Regions from separate parts of the Mus musculus genome. Here all the other regions are linked to region 1. Evidence: chromatin contacts called from public Hi-C and HiChIP or PLAC-seq data. All regions are on one chromosome and are shown on one strand. Each heading gives the region's core, a stretch centred on a gene start, on an enhancer-like site or on the middle of the called end of the contact. The rest is flanking DNA. Distances are from core to core; before and after follow the strand shown. Region 1 has its middle 20 kb from the start of Gm39032. Region 2 has its middle 24 kb from the start of Gm39034. Region 3 overlaps Nr2f2 (nuclear receptor subfamily 2, group F, member 2). Region 4 overlaps Gm36212 (a long non-coding RNA gene).

The links. Hi-C and Micro-C count contacts between places; a contact is called where the count stands out from the background. HiChIP or PLAC-seq counts read pairs in DNA pulled down with a chosen protein or histone mark.
Region 2: a contact with region 1 is called in an H3K27ac HiChIP or PLAC-seq map of heart atrium, with 5 read pairs. The contact joins two enhancer-like sites. A contact is called at or near these places in 2 of 484 Hi-C or Micro-C datasets (nephron progenitors and uterus) and 1 of 115 datasets of contacts at active chromatin or transcription factors (heart atrium).
Region 3: a contact with region 1 is called in an H3K4me3 HiChIP or PLAC-seq map of stem cell-derived neural progenitor cells, with 29 read pairs. The contact joins two enhancer-like sites. A contact is called at or near these places in 2 of 484 Hi-C or Micro-C datasets (embryonic fibroblasts and myocytes) and 9 of 115 datasets of contacts at active chromatin or transcription factors (the NIH/3T3 cell line, craniofacial prominence, embryonic hindbrain and 5 more).
Region 4: a contact with region 1 is called in a Hi-C map of uterus, with 5 times the contacts expected there. The contact joins two enhancer-like sites. A contact is called at or near these places in 1 of 15 datasets of contacts at CTCF or cohesin (the NIH/3T3 cell line), 7 of 484 Hi-C or Micro-C datasets (nephron progenitors and uterus) and 1 of 115 datasets of contacts at active chromatin or transcription factors (heart atrium).

Annotation. Positions count from the first base shown.
Region 1 is chr7:70,820,791-70,824,221 of GRCm38.p6, reverse strand. No RefSeq gene overlaps it. Among named protein-coding and RNA genes, the nearest start is that of Gm39032, 20 kb to the right of the region's middle. Within about 2 kb of position 1,776, at least 40 of the 459 cell types and tissues checked have an H3K27ac peak or open chromatin away from gene starts, as enhancers often do. A contact at or near this core is called in heart atrium, kidney, stem cell-derived neural progenitor cells and 1 more, where this site is marked.
Region 2 is chr7:71,310,096-71,313,526 of GRCm38.p6, reverse strand. No RefSeq gene overlaps it. Among named protein-coding and RNA genes, the nearest start is that of Gm39034, 24 kb to the right of the region's middle. Within about 2 kb of position 1,891, at least 15 of the 459 cell types and tissues checked have an H3K27ac peak or open chromatin away from gene starts, as enhancers often do. A contact at or near this core is called in heart atrium and uterus, where this site is marked.
Region 3 is chr7:70,349,109-70,352,539 of GRCm38.p6, reverse strand. It overlaps Nr2f2 (nuclear receptor subfamily 2, group F, member 2), which reads left to right. Exons shown (of 3, transcript NM_009697.3): 3 at 1-590. Among named protein-coding and RNA genes, the nearest start is that of Nr2f2, 9.8 kb to the left of the region's middle. Within about 2 kb of position 1,644, at least 158 of the 459 cell types and tissues checked have an H3K27ac peak or open chromatin away from gene starts, as enhancers often do. A contact at or near this core is called in heart atrium, kidney and stem cell-derived neural progenitor cells, where this site is marked.
Region 4 is chr7:71,232,909-71,236,339 of GRCm38.p6, reverse strand. It overlaps Gm36212 (a long non-coding RNA gene), which reads left to right. Exons shown (of 5, transcript XR_882211.2): 5 at 1,451-1,695. Among named protein-coding and RNA genes, the nearest start is that of 6030442E23Rik, 18 kb to the right of the region's middle. Within about 2 kb of position 1,704, at least 9 of the 459 cell types and tissues checked have an H3K27ac peak or open chromatin away from gene starts, as enhancers often do. A contact at or near this core is called in uterus, where this site is marked.

The DNA.
Region 1 (3,431 bases), core at 527-3,026:
TGTTTTTCCTAGAGCCCCTCATATGAAATTGCTCCTTAAGCCCAGACAGGTAGAAAATGAAGCAGATACGCTTTCTTCTCTTTCTCTCGGAGACTTCCACGTGAGCTCCATAAGTTAAATTTCAAATTCAAACTAAAGCTTTCCGGTTCAAATTCTGTTTCCTTTCAAGTCAAATTTAACATCTTTATGAAGATAAAGTAAAGGCTTAAAGATTATCCAAAAACTGTACTGAATAATTTGGACATTGAACATGTTTTTTGTTTTGTTTTGTTTTGTTTTTTGTTTTGTTTTGTTTTGTTTTTTGTTTTGTTTTGTTTTGTTTTTTAAAGAAAGAAAAAAAGTAAAACAGAGGTCAATGAGTTAAGTATAAATGGATCCTGTGCAAATGCCTTACATTTTCCTTAATAAACATGTGGGCTTCAATACAAAGGACAGGACCTGACTAGGGAGGAAGAAGCCTTTTTCTGGCCACATTGTGACAAGAGTACTAGGAAACAAAGTGACCTGTGTGCCATACATCCAAAGGGTAACCAAGTTTGCCCATCTTCGGTGACAAAATTATACAGATCAAGAGAGTTAATGATACAGTATGGACAGTGTCTTGATTGAGGACATCAGAGGAACAAATTTCTAGAAGCCCTTTTCTTCCCAGAGATTTAACTTTTCATAAGCAAAACAATTATTTCATTCAAAAAAAAAAATAGAAAACTTCTATCAAAACGTCCTGACTCGGTTTCCTATGGAATATTGAAAGCATGCTATAGGCACAGACGTCAAGTTTGCAGGTTTAACCCCAGGGAGAGAAAATTATAGTTCCCTCCATTTATCCGTGAACCCTGCAGCTGGCAAAGGCTGCACTCTGTTAGTAATTACACCGAACAGATGAGGGACTTTTTAATTTTTTTTTATTTTGACCTGCAGTTAAACAAAATTTGCTTGTTTTATTTTTGGTTAAAAATGATGAAGCAGCAGCGACCCCGGTTTCACCCCGGAGCTGTTGATTTTCCCCCCCTCCTTCGTAATTTGTTTCAGACTACGAGTGCACGGGGTTTCATTTTAGTGGGAAACGTTCGCTGCCAAGACCTTCAGGGGTTTTATCTGCAGTTTATTTTGTTAACTACGAGTTTAAGGTTGTTGTGAACTCTCCTCCTCCTCCTCCTCCTCCTCCTCCTCCTCCTCCTCCTCCTCCTCCTCCTCCTCCTCCTCCTCCTCCTCCTCCTTCTCCTCCTTCTCTCCTGTTTTCCTTTCAAATTTCCCAACCAGAAAAGTTTGTCTTCAGCTTGAGAAAACATATTGAAGGTAGAAGGGAAGGAAGAATGAGTTCCGGAGAAGTCAAAAAAATCAACGAAGGACTGAAGCCAAAGGGAGAAAAATAATAAAACGGAGCAACTGAATTCGCTGCCATAAAGGTTTAGTGCGCTGTCCACACTCAACTCCCACCCTTCCCCCTTGTAATTCAGATTTAACACTAATAAAAGAGGGGAACTAAAGATAATTGGCTAGAGTCAAGCATTGAATATCAGGCATTTCACAGGATGACCCAGCTAGGCAACTGCAGCTGAGCGCATTTTAACTTACGAGTCCAGAACAAAAAACAATGGTTCATGAGGCAGAAAGAATGTGCTACAACACCCTGTTGCCCTCGCTGGTATTTATAAAGTTTTGGCAAAATTTCATAACAAATTTCAAAATAATGTGAAAGTGGCCTGTTTCCGGTTTCTGCCATGCTCCATGCCTGTCATGGGGATGTTGCGGTCAGGGCAAGTGGCCAAGGATTTGCCTGGCAACAGAAATGGAACAGGCCGGCTGCTACTAATCCTCACGTTTGTACAGTGCTTTTTCTACTTTGTGTTTCAAAGAACTTACGCATAGACCCCAGTCTTCAATCCCTCCAACAAGCCTGGTAGGCCAGGCTGATTTGATTTTGCAGATGATGAAGCCAAGATTGTAAGAGATGATGGATTTGATCAAGGGCACAGAGAGAACAAGAATGACCGTAGAAAATTAAACCCACTTTTCTGACTTAGACCAAAGAACCGTCTATTAGTAGTCTATTGTGGGATAAGGACACTAAAGCCATTTATTGGCTTGCCTTCCCCTCCTCTTCCATTCTCTATAGGGCTTCTGCTGTCCATCCCTATGGTCACCCAGGAACCTGAGGATCCTCTCCAAACAGACTGTAGACGAGAGTGGACCTCCACAGGGTATAGCATAGCTAATTTGTCTAAGCCTAGCACACCTTTCCGTAGACAGGGCTGGCTCTCACTTGCTCACCCAATAGTTAAATAACTTAAGCCAATGTGAAATATTCAGGGGGCAACAGCATCATTGCTGTCTCTGAAATACAAAGTAAGCCAGCCATTCAATAAGATTTAGCCCAGTATTTATCTCCGCTCATGGTCACATGTATTTTTGCTGGGTTGAAAATATTCCCTGTCCTGTGGGCACTGTGTCTGAAGGCTGCTCAGCATATTGTAAAGAGTAAAAAGAAATACTTGGACTGTCAACTTCAGGTGTGCTAGTTAACGCCACCAAATCTCTGCATCTTTTCTATGGAATTACCCATCTAATCTTTAAGGGATCGGTGTGAGGATGAGATTGGCCCACACAAGTGTCTATAAAGAGTTGGTGCTGCTGTTCTCATTGACCCAATCATTTGAACTCGGGATGTAACTTGCATGGAGGCAAACGGTACAAAGTTGTGTGATGCTGTGATGCAGGCTTTTATCACCAAAGCAACTGACCTGACCTGCCAGTGATGGGATGTGATGGCTCCAGCCTGCACGCGAAGCAAGCACTACTAAATTTCTTCAATATACTATTTCATTTAATCCTCCCCATAACCAGGACTGGAGAATTAAGCAATTATATAATTACACAGCAAATAGATCAACTCAGATAGCCAAACTGAGTAATTAGGACTGAAAACATTATTAACTGAGTTTGTAAATGAATCCTTCAGGTACTTATCTTAACTCTCTGTGTCTCTTTGTTCACTGCAAATTATCAGCCTAGGATAATTTATTCGGTTAATTTAATTGGCACTAGGGTCCAACCAGATAATTCAAGCCTAAATTATTCACATTGTCTTTCAAATGATCTCAATGTTAAAACAAGATTCACACTTCCCTTCGACTCTATCTGTAGTGTTTCATCTAGCACAGGGCAATCTATGACACTACACCGGAAAATCTTGAGTGTGTTTTCTACCTAACTTGTCCCATTAGGGGATAGAAGCAAGGATTTAAAAAAAAAAAAGTCCTAGCTTTTGACAGATCAGTGGACTTATTAGAGAAATTCAGTGTTTGATTTAGGCTGAGTATTCCCTACACAAAATACTTGGAATGGGAATTATCTTGTAATTTGGCCTTTTTTAAAAAATTTTTTGAAATATTTACATATGCATGAAGAGATACCCTGGCAATGAGGTA
Region 2 (3,431 bases), core at 642-3,141, 490 kb before region 1:
GTCAGATAAATAAAACAGCTCTCGGTGGTGCAAAGCTTGCTGGGGGAAAAATGTATTTCGTAACATTTCATTTAGAGCAGAAAAATTTCCCCACTGAGAAGGGAACATTTGACCCTGAGAAAATGTTAAGTTCTTTCCACAGCTGCTTGAGGTAATGACAACGCAATACTCAAGACTGCTATTAATGATGTTGTATGGAAAATGACATCACCTCTCCTTCAGAGGGACAGTTTTGGAGCTATGGGTCCAATTTGAAAGACTAGAGAAGAGCTGGTATAAAAAGTCAGCCTCCTTACACAGTTCCAAACAGAGAGAGCTAGAGTGAAGAGTCTGTCTGTATATTTATGTTTGCACCCATGCTAAGCGGAAGATTTTTTGTTCGTTTTGAAACTGTCTTTCGGGGCAGGCTTAATGTGTGGAGCACAGCTGAAGTCAATTTCAATATTATCATTCATGCTTTGGAGTGGAAGTCAGGTAGGAAGAGGAGAAGCCGGAAACTAAGTCGTCCACACTTACAGAGATGCTAACCATTGCAAGTGAGTTCCCAAGCAAGCCGGCTGGCTCACAAGTTCAGTAGCCACCAGGCCCCTTTCCTCCTGCTGTAGAGAACTGCAGGATCAGAAACAGAGGGGCGCATTGACTGGTGCCTGCCACGGCCCTCCTTCCCCCTGGTGCGACTGCAATTTGGTGGATGCAGTTTGGCATGTGAGTGGTTAATATTCTTGCTCTTTCATTCTTGGGCACACTCTTGTAACAGTGGAAATCTCACACATTTACCTTTCCCTTCTGGACATTCTTCTTTCAGACTTGTCTGTCAGGATCAGAACTTTATCCTGATGGAGCAACAACTAAATATGTGACTCCCATCTCTCAGGCACACTGGAGCCCTTCGCTTTTTAGTAAGTTTCACTTTCTGAGTTTTAACAGATAAGGGAGGGGCGAGGGAGGGTTTTGGTCTCTGTTTAGCAGATGTGACTGACTGGGGCTCAGCTGTATGAGGATGCCCCTTACCCCACATCCCACATCAGAACCTTGCAGAGCCCAAGCTCAGGCCTATCGGATCTAATTAGATAAAGACCCTTCATTGATGAGACTACTTTAAAATGAACAGTGATTTCAGCTTCAAAAGTGCATGCCTTTCTTTTCTATATCTCAGACATAGAGCAAAGTCAATAGACCGACCCGCCCACAATGTGTTCTAAAATAACCCTGAATTCAGATGCACTGAAAAATGGTTAAATGAACTGATAAAGCATAGGGAATAACATATAATATCCTGTAGAGATGTACGCCTCCTACATAGATGGATACTGAATATACCTCTAAACATGTGTTATTTTAACAATCACATGCTGTAGCTCCCAATTTATTCTCATGAGGAGGGAAATAAACACAGATTTTCTTGACCGTAATTAATGTGTTTAGGGACCACACTCCACGTTTTACTGAGTCCCTGTGCACTGGGCTCCTTCGGTCATCTCTCTTGAAGACAAAATGCACCTTTTTCTTAAGTAGTCCCGAGGTTTGGTTTGTTTGTTTATTCAGGGGATGGTGGAAGGACATGGTTTCTCTGGAAAGCTGGCTCCTGTGTTCTCAGGGGTTATAAAAATGGGAATCATTTTTATTGGCAATCCCCGGGAATAGTGCTGAGACAAATGGAAAGCTGAAGATAAGGATCCTCTGAGGTGCGAACATACAGCTGTTGGGAATTGCCAGAGAATCGGACCAATAAAGGAAGTCACTATTTTTCCAGGCCTGAAGTGAGTTATAGGGCGAGACGGGTGTTGTATATTTATGTAAGGCAACAGCAGGGAGTTTAAGCGGCTGGATATTGCTGAAAGAGCATCATTCACATTCAGGCGGAGACAAAAGGTGGAAATGAAGCAACATCCTGGCCAAAGAAGGCCTCAAGACAGAATAATAACAGTTCAGAGAGGGGGGCTGTGTGCACGGCCGAGGGTCGGCCTCAAAACCAGGAAATGATCGAGATGCCTTGTCAGATCTTCAGAAAACAGTCACACACACGCACACGTGCAGGGATACACATACACACTCAAACTCAGGCCTGGCCAAGTGTCCTTGGGAAGGAGGTCATTTATCTTTCATAGAACTGTGGACAGAATTACCTGCAACCTTCATCAGTGTAGCCAACAAGATTGGCTTACCAAAAGTGCTGGAAAAAAATTGTATTTTGTACTGTTGTATGTGTACACACATACATACAAAAAATTTTTATACACACATATGTATAAAAATATGACATCCACATGTGTCAGCAGGCCTCTTGTTTGCTATCTGTTTTACACAGACTTCAAACTCACTGAGTTAGAGAAAATTCTAATTCAGGAAAATATTCTAAGAACATAGATCTGGTTGTCCTAGAGTTCCAAGGAAGGGGATGGGCAGGCAAAGAGACTGTCTTATCTTCTTGTTTATTTATTGTCCTTTTGCTTAGAGGAAGTTGCAAGCTGAATGGAAGGCTCATGAAATCCCATTCTCCTCTTGTGACAAATACTAAGAGGAAGAGAGAGAAAACCCGTTTTAGGGGGTTGGGGTTAGGGGTGGGAGAATGACCCCAAATAGGAAATAGAGGAGTTTCAGCATTCCATATCAATCTTTATAGGTAGTCTGTGGCAGTCTTGAATTTTTTTCTTTTATCCTCCTAAGAAGAAAGGGAAATGAAGAGACGACAGGGGGTTGGGGGGCAGTTATGGGGATAATTATGATCAAAATAAAGTGCAAGGAAAAACATTTTTTAATTAGTTAAAGAAAGAAAGAAAAGAAAGAGAGAAAGAAAGGAAGGAAGGAAATATTCTAGTATACCCAAATGTGAAATGTTACTGACCTTTCGAATGTTGGGTTGTAGATGTTTCTGAAACTACTCATTTGAGTACAAGCCAACAAACCAAGCACAATTAAACTGAACATATCCTATCCTATAGCCAACTTTCTTTAACACTAAACCTGAGTGGTCATTAAAATAAGGAATGGTAGGCACAGCTGGCCTAAAAAAATGGTGAGAACTATCCAAAAGTTATCTGAGGAGCTGATAAGAAAATTTGGGAAAAATTCAAGAAAAATTAAAATGCTTGGTAGTAAGATGAGTGCTTTGTGCACCACAGAGTCAAGGCCTGGCATGAGCTTTTCTTATTCATAGTAAGAACAGTATGACTGAGAAGGGTGTCTTGTGAAGAAAGGGTGTTTGTATCCTTGTGGGTATTTTCCTCAAATGTAAAGGGATCAAAAAAAAAAAAAAAAAAAAAAGAACAGAATGGCTTTCACTTTTTCTTTCCTTTTTCTTTCCTTCTTCAGTCTATGGCTAAATAAGCAGGAAATCAAAACAGCCAAGAGTGATAACTAAGCAAGATGAATGGGATGCACTGGAACGCAGTAGCTTCCTCCCCACACTCTTCCTACCCTGCCCATGCCAG
Region 3 (3,431 bases), core at 395-2,894, 470 kb after region 1:
GAGAGAATAAAGAAAACTTTACAGGGTGTGCTGATTTGGGAAGTCAACTATTTGGTTCTGTCCCTTATTCTCTTTTCCTGGTTTGGGAAGAGCTCACTGCTGGGAACTTGCAATTTGTTCTTATTTAGACTTTCCAAGCTGCCCTCCCTGACAATACTTTTACCATGTTGTGGTTTAATCTTAAAACGGGGGAGGGGGCTGGTGACAGAGGTGAAAGAAAGGAGATCAGTTTGCCAAGTGCATTCAACTTTGATGCTCAGTTCTGGTTCATACATGCAGACCTGAAAACTCTGCCTGATTTAGGCAGAGATCTTTATCTGACCCTCAGCTTCCCTCTGTAGATATATAGATATATAAATATAAATATGAATATAAGTATGTTTTACAGCACAGCATCTGACCTGTAGATGGAGGTTTTGTTGGTTGTTTATTTTCCCCTCTTGCAAGTGCTACCCATGTGAGTGTGTGAAGTTTCTCTACTAAGTAAAACACAGGCCCTTTTCCTTGTTTGCTTTGTGTTAGCTTATTGTAAACAGCCATTTGTTGTAAATTATTATTGGCATTAAATTATAATTTATGATTTTCAAAGCAAAAGACAGTCCCTGTTTTATTATGCATTTAAGTATGTGTTCTAGGCGTTGAAAAAAAATCTCTGACTCTAAGTTTCAGCGATGAGCTTGGGGGTCTTCGAGGCAGAAAAAACAGGACTCAAAATTTTTCAACGGGTTAAAATAAAACCCCTTGTATACGTTTAGAGTGGCCGGAGGAGGATCTGTTTAGAGTCTTGAGTTCGGTTTAAGTTTATTGCATTTAAAGAAAGTTTTTCTTTTCACGCTGAGTTAGAACAAAAGATCTTTGCTGCGACTGAATTAGACAAAAGACGAGGGCTGGGACCCAGCGAGTGCGTTCTGTGTGAAATTGACGAGATCTTTTTAAAAAGCTGCTAAACATGGCGACTCTTTCCCTTTAAGTGTCTCTTTTTCCTTGCTGGTTTTTTTTTTTTTCTCCCTCCTCCATCTGATCTGAGCTCGCTTTATTTCTTTTCCCAACCCCACTCCCCCTCCTCCTGGCTCTCGGTGGTGTGAGAGAACCCAGTTAGACGCGAAATGCAACAATGGTCCGAGGAGAGAGAGAGGGGCGATCGCTCCTTCTTGCCACTTTCAAACAAACCTGGGAGAAGATTGAGCTTGGGGGAGAAGGAGGGGGGTTCTAGCCAGCTCGCTTGGCTCTCGGTTGCCCTACCTCGGCCTTTCACGTAGTGCTTGGCCCGGCCGGGGGAGGGGGAGGCGGGCGGGGGGCGAGGGGCGAGGGGCTGGGGCTCAAAGTTAGCTGGCGATGTCCAGGGCTGGGTCCGTGGCGACGGCCTGGTGTAGCATCGGGGCCGGCGGCGGGGACAGGGTCCGGAGTTGGCAGCGGCTGCGGGAAAGTGCCTGGCCCCCCGCCCCCGCCCCCAACGCCTGCGCCGCAGCGTTCCGCCCTAGCCCGGGAAAGTCCTGGGTGCGGAGAGCGCCCAGCTGCTCTCCCGGGATGTGCACCGAGCGGCGGCGGGCGGGGGGTGGGGGCAGGGGGCGGTCAGGGGGAGCCTGAGCGTGTGAAAACTCTGCCTGTAAGCTCGCTTTTGACTTGGTCCTATGAGCTGAGCCAACATGGCGTCTCCCATTGCACCGCGAGCGCCGGCTGCCAGGCACCGCACGGCCGAGTAATAGAAAACACATTGGTTACCAAAAAGGAAGAAAAAAAAGGGGGGGGGGGTAGGGGGAGGACTAAGGGCCATTCGGTCTGGAGGAAGAAATCCCTCTTTTAAACTCTGGCTGGCAAGTGAGAGCAGCCCTCGATTATTGTGTAATTAAAGCAATAGCGTTTGCAGAGAAAATGTTGGTGACCCAAGACCCTAACCCCTCTTTTTTGACGCCCTCACCCCCCCTCCATATATTCTGGAGAGTTGATTTCATGCACCCTCTCCTTCAAGAATCAAATGCGAAGAATAAAAATCGGTATCCACAAACGATCTTAAGTGTTTGAATGGTATAGGGGGAGGGGGAGAAGCCAGTATTTACAGACCTGGGTCAGTTCCCCGCGCTCATTAAAGCAGACGCTGCACTGGGCTTCCAGCGGGCCGGGACCCGCTTGGAGGGGAAGGGGGAGAAGAGCTGAGAATCTCGCTTGACGTTCCTACAACTTGCTGCTTTACTCGTCAAAGTTGTGCGAAAGGTGGTTTGGATAGAGATTTGATAGAGATGTGACTGGTGGGTAGAACCTAAAAGAGGCCTAGGCCCGCTTCCATGAGGGTGGTCGCAGGGCCCAGTTCTGTGAGAGCTCTCCTAGGCCGAGCCCCTGGGTGGAGAGCATCTTCAGAAAGATAACCTCTTTCTCTAGTAGGTTTGAGAGCAGTCGAGACTGGCAGGAGCACAGATTGGCCTCCCAGAAAGTCTTCCCAGGCCTCTTCAGAGATGGGGACCCATCATCTCTAGTTAGATGGGGGAGATCATCGTCCCTGTCCAGTTCCAAACCTAGCCCGAGCCTGGGAAACCCTATCAACCACCTGGGTGGGGAGTGAGGTACTCTGAATTCCAGGCCCCGTCAAGATTTATTGAAGTTGGGTTTTAAAAAACGTGCTTCAGATGATTTTTCCCATTTTCTCGGATTTCAAAGGCTCCCCGCAGTGCGGCTGCCTAATTAATGGTGAAATTCAACTAAATCTAATTATGCAGTAATTTTAAAGCAGTTAGTGCTGGGCGTTGGTTTGTAATAGGACCCCGGTTTTTAAAAGTTTGTTGACTGTATTGGTTTAGGGGAAAGCTATCTTTTGTATGGTAAAGAAAGATGGGGAAGGGTTTTCCTGCTCCGAAGGGGAGGGCTCAGGACTGTTAGCCATCCCACCCTCATCCCTAAGTCCTATTCAGTCTCCTTTCTCTCTTCTCTTGTTTTCTCTTTCATGCTCGGGCTAAAAAGCTGAGTGAGGTGCTAACGCTTCAAGCAGCCCCAGTTTCCTGATGAAACAGGAAAGGGAGAATCTATCCTTTGGAGACACAAAGGGCCAGACTGGTATGGGCCCTCTTAGATGCATCCGTGCAAACTTGAAAACTGGGAAGGGACTCCCAACTCCTCTAATCCAGAACAGATTTCCTCCCCAGCATCCATTGTCATTAAGGCGCAAAGCTGACTCTTAGAGTTATAAATCTTATCGTCCTTCTGATAACGTACTTGTAATAAGTTAGCGTCCCATTCAATGTGAATTGTAAAACTGCCTCACTTAATATGGCATCTGTGTCATTAAAACTCCCCCCCCCCCGCCCCGCCTAGTGACTTGCAGGTCTGCAGGTCTGGCTTTGGCGTTAACGGGGAGGTCCCTTACTACTGGGCTTCTGGGGTTGGGCAGAGGAGAGAAAAGGTGTCAGAGATAGGTTGCTGGATCCCACCTTGGGATTTTA
Region 4 (3,431 bases), core at 455-2,954, 410 kb before region 1:
TGTGGGAAGTGGGGTGACTTTAACTGCTGTTCAGGTATTTTCATGGAGGCAAGCTAGAGCCCAGGCTAACTGCACTGTGTGCTTCAGTAATAGGAAGTCTGGAGAATATTTATTAGCCTATATCTGTGGATTACGGAGATCCTTTCTAATTAAAGTGAGCTGCTCTGTAAAGGAGTGGAAAAATGCCTAATACAGTTGACATAAACAGAAAAGAAAGTTGCAAGGAGGAAGAACCCCCCACCGCAGGATTAAAAAGCACATTCAATAGTGTGGGCTGGACCCACATATTTGACATGAAATTCTTACATCGGGGGCTGTCAGTATTTCAGAAACCTAGCTGTAGCCTGTGCTCTTTTCTGTCTTGACAGCCAGGCTGCACAGTGAGTGCTGATTTCCCTATTGGAACCCCAGATTCTGTGACATTTCTATAGAAACATATAGATCATTTGTTTGGCAGTCCTTTACAAACCATACACAAACCCTGGTTATCTGGGATCTGTGTAAAATACTGTGTGACCACAATAGGTATAAACAATATTGTAAGGTTTCCGATGAAAATGTGTGTGTTTGTTATAGGAATGTAGTGAATCAAGGTCATGAGTGAGGTGACGGTAACCTCCGGGATCCTTCCACTCAAGGTCATTATTATGCTGAAGGATTATTTACTTTCTTTGCCCTTTATTTTATTTACTTAATTTTTTTTTTCTCAGGATATAGCCATGGTTGGCCTGGAATTCACTATGTATAATAAACTATCCCCAGACTCACAGAGCTCATCCTGCTTGCCCTGTCCCAAGTGCTGGGATTAAAGGCACACCTTGCCATGGCTTCATGTTTGTATATTTTACTGTGGTCTTCGTTTTTTTTTCTCTCTCTCTATTATAGTAGTTCGAAGTTTATCATAGTCTCCTGCATTTCCACTTACCTTTATTCTGTGACTTCTGCACAAAAGCATTGCTAAGTAGGCAGACACAGCCTAAAGGATAGATGGGATGTCAGAGTGCTCAGATACTAAAACTAAAACTAGACTCAAGCCCCGAAGGGTGCTTCATCAAAGCGTAAAATAAGTACGGCTTTTACTACTTTCTTTTTGCATCTTCTATTTCTTTCTTGGCCACGATCTTTTAGTCTGGATGAAGACCAAAGCGAAAAAGAAAGGAGGGCTGTGGAAGAAAAGTCAAGTGGGGTGGGGTGGGGGGGAGAAGGAACAGGAATTGAAAAGAAAAAACAGAATACATCTGGTCCTGCTGAGAGTAATAGCGTTTATGTGAATGTGCGGACAAGACTGTGTGTTAAAATGTTCAGAAGTCTGTGTCTCTGAAATGCATCACCTCTATTCTGTGGCTCACGCATTTGAAACTTTGTAGAGAAACATAGACCATGATCAGGATTCATTCTTTCCAACACAAAGGACTCGCAGTTAAATTTCATTTTTCATCTTTCCTTTAAGAACGATGACAAGGGACAGTCGGTACTGCAGAGAAGTCTCCCGAAGCCTGGCAAGGATGTAACACATCACCGTGACCCACCTCAGAGGAACCCCAGCCCTGCACAGAAATCATGGCCCGTGACCCCAAATGGGACCCTTTGTTCTTCAGGCTTGACCTTCTTCAATTTGTTACACTGTCCACCTTCAGTTTGTCTTAGAGGGCTTCCTTCCTGAGAAATCCAAGCATCCCAGCTCTGTGAGTCCATGATACAAAGATTTCTATTACTCCTTACTGTCTTCATGGGAACAGCCTGAGAATGTAATCTGAGCTGGCTTGGGTCTATCCCTACACAGCCACATCATAACATTGAAGTGTAGATTTATAGCACACTTTATGTATATTTTCTTATTCCCAAGGCCCCCCTTTTCACAGATACATACACAACATGTCATGTAGAAAATATAAATTGTTGATCATACAAGCACTTTCCTTCTTTTTAAACCTTTCCAAAGGTCTTTTTGTTAAATACACCCAGATGCCGTTTGACAGATGAGGGGCTAATTGCTCTGTGAATTACCTCTATCGATTCCTGTTTCATGTTGAGCCAAACAAACAAAAGATATTAATGCTTTGAAAAAAATGAATGATGACCTTTCTCAGCAAACACAGCTTGCGGTCTCTGATTATTGGTGATTCCAGAGAGCAGCGGTCAATGGCAATAGCTGTAACGCTATGATCGCTATAATAAGCTTGCCTGACCTTCTCTGCCATGTTAAGTGGTTTAAATTTATTTGCCCAACAACAGAAGAGCTTTTATTTAAAGTCACAGAACATTCAATTCAGTTTAAAGATGTAGTGTCGTCTTCCGACTTCCCTCCTGGTCCCTTCATGCGCCTACATGCTAAGACCACTGCCTTTCCCACCAGGAACCAGACCACAATACCATAGGAAAAAAGCAACAAATGTCCTTTCTGTTTAGCACCCTGGGAGCCATTTTTACTTTCCAGGTTGTTTTTATTATTTTTAAAATAAAACATCAGAATTATCTTGTTTCTTTCTCTTCTTAACTTTTGGCCACAGTGTGTGTTAAGTTCTAGACCGTTTGAGCCCATACAAAGTCAAGAATTGAGGGAGACCAGTTTTAACCACCTGAGCCAGAGATCAAAAGCTCAATTCTATTTTTATCTAAAAAAAGTAGGCTGTTTTATGAGTCATTTCTTTGTCCCCAGAGGAGACCCTTCCAGTTCTGTAGTGGAGGAAACAGCAAGCCAGCTACTACCTCAGAACAGCCTTCTTATCAGGACACATACACATCTCAGATATCGCTGATTAATGATAGCTTTATGTAATTGGCAGTCTTAAATCCTGGCAGTTAACAGAACATGGCTGTGGGCCCTTTAAGTGCCTCCTGATCATTTTTCTCTACAAGTCTTTGTGTATAACGGTGAAAATATGCACAGTACAAATGGTGAAAGCCTTGGGTGTTTAGGTAGGAAGTGTCTGCATCCCCCATCCAAGATTGAAAGGAAAATCTCTTGAAAAAAAAAGGGGGGGGAGGGCGCTAATACTTCCACTAACTTCCTGATGCAAGGAATGCCAAAAATATCCAGGAAGTAAGTAGTTTCTCTAAGAATGTTTTGGTCCCTGTGCACTAAGATCAAAGCAGGAAGTGCAGAGAAAAACAGCACAAATAATCAAAAGGCATCCTGCCTCCTTCTCACAGTCTCAAGCAGCTAGCTAGCTCTGAGGTTAGATGGAGAGCTGGGATTCTACTCAAACACCCTATCTACTTTTCTCTCTAGATGAGGACCAAGAAAACTGCTGTGACATTTTCAACTACACTTGACCTTACTGTCTATGGGAAGTGCCATGCGGATTTCCAGAAAGTTCAAGGCATGATTTCTGCATGTGACTTTCATTTTCTAAGCCAGGCACTCCAAAGTTCTTTCTCAGTGTTTACAACTGCTGTGTACTTTCTCTTCCTGAAATGCTATTGTGTGT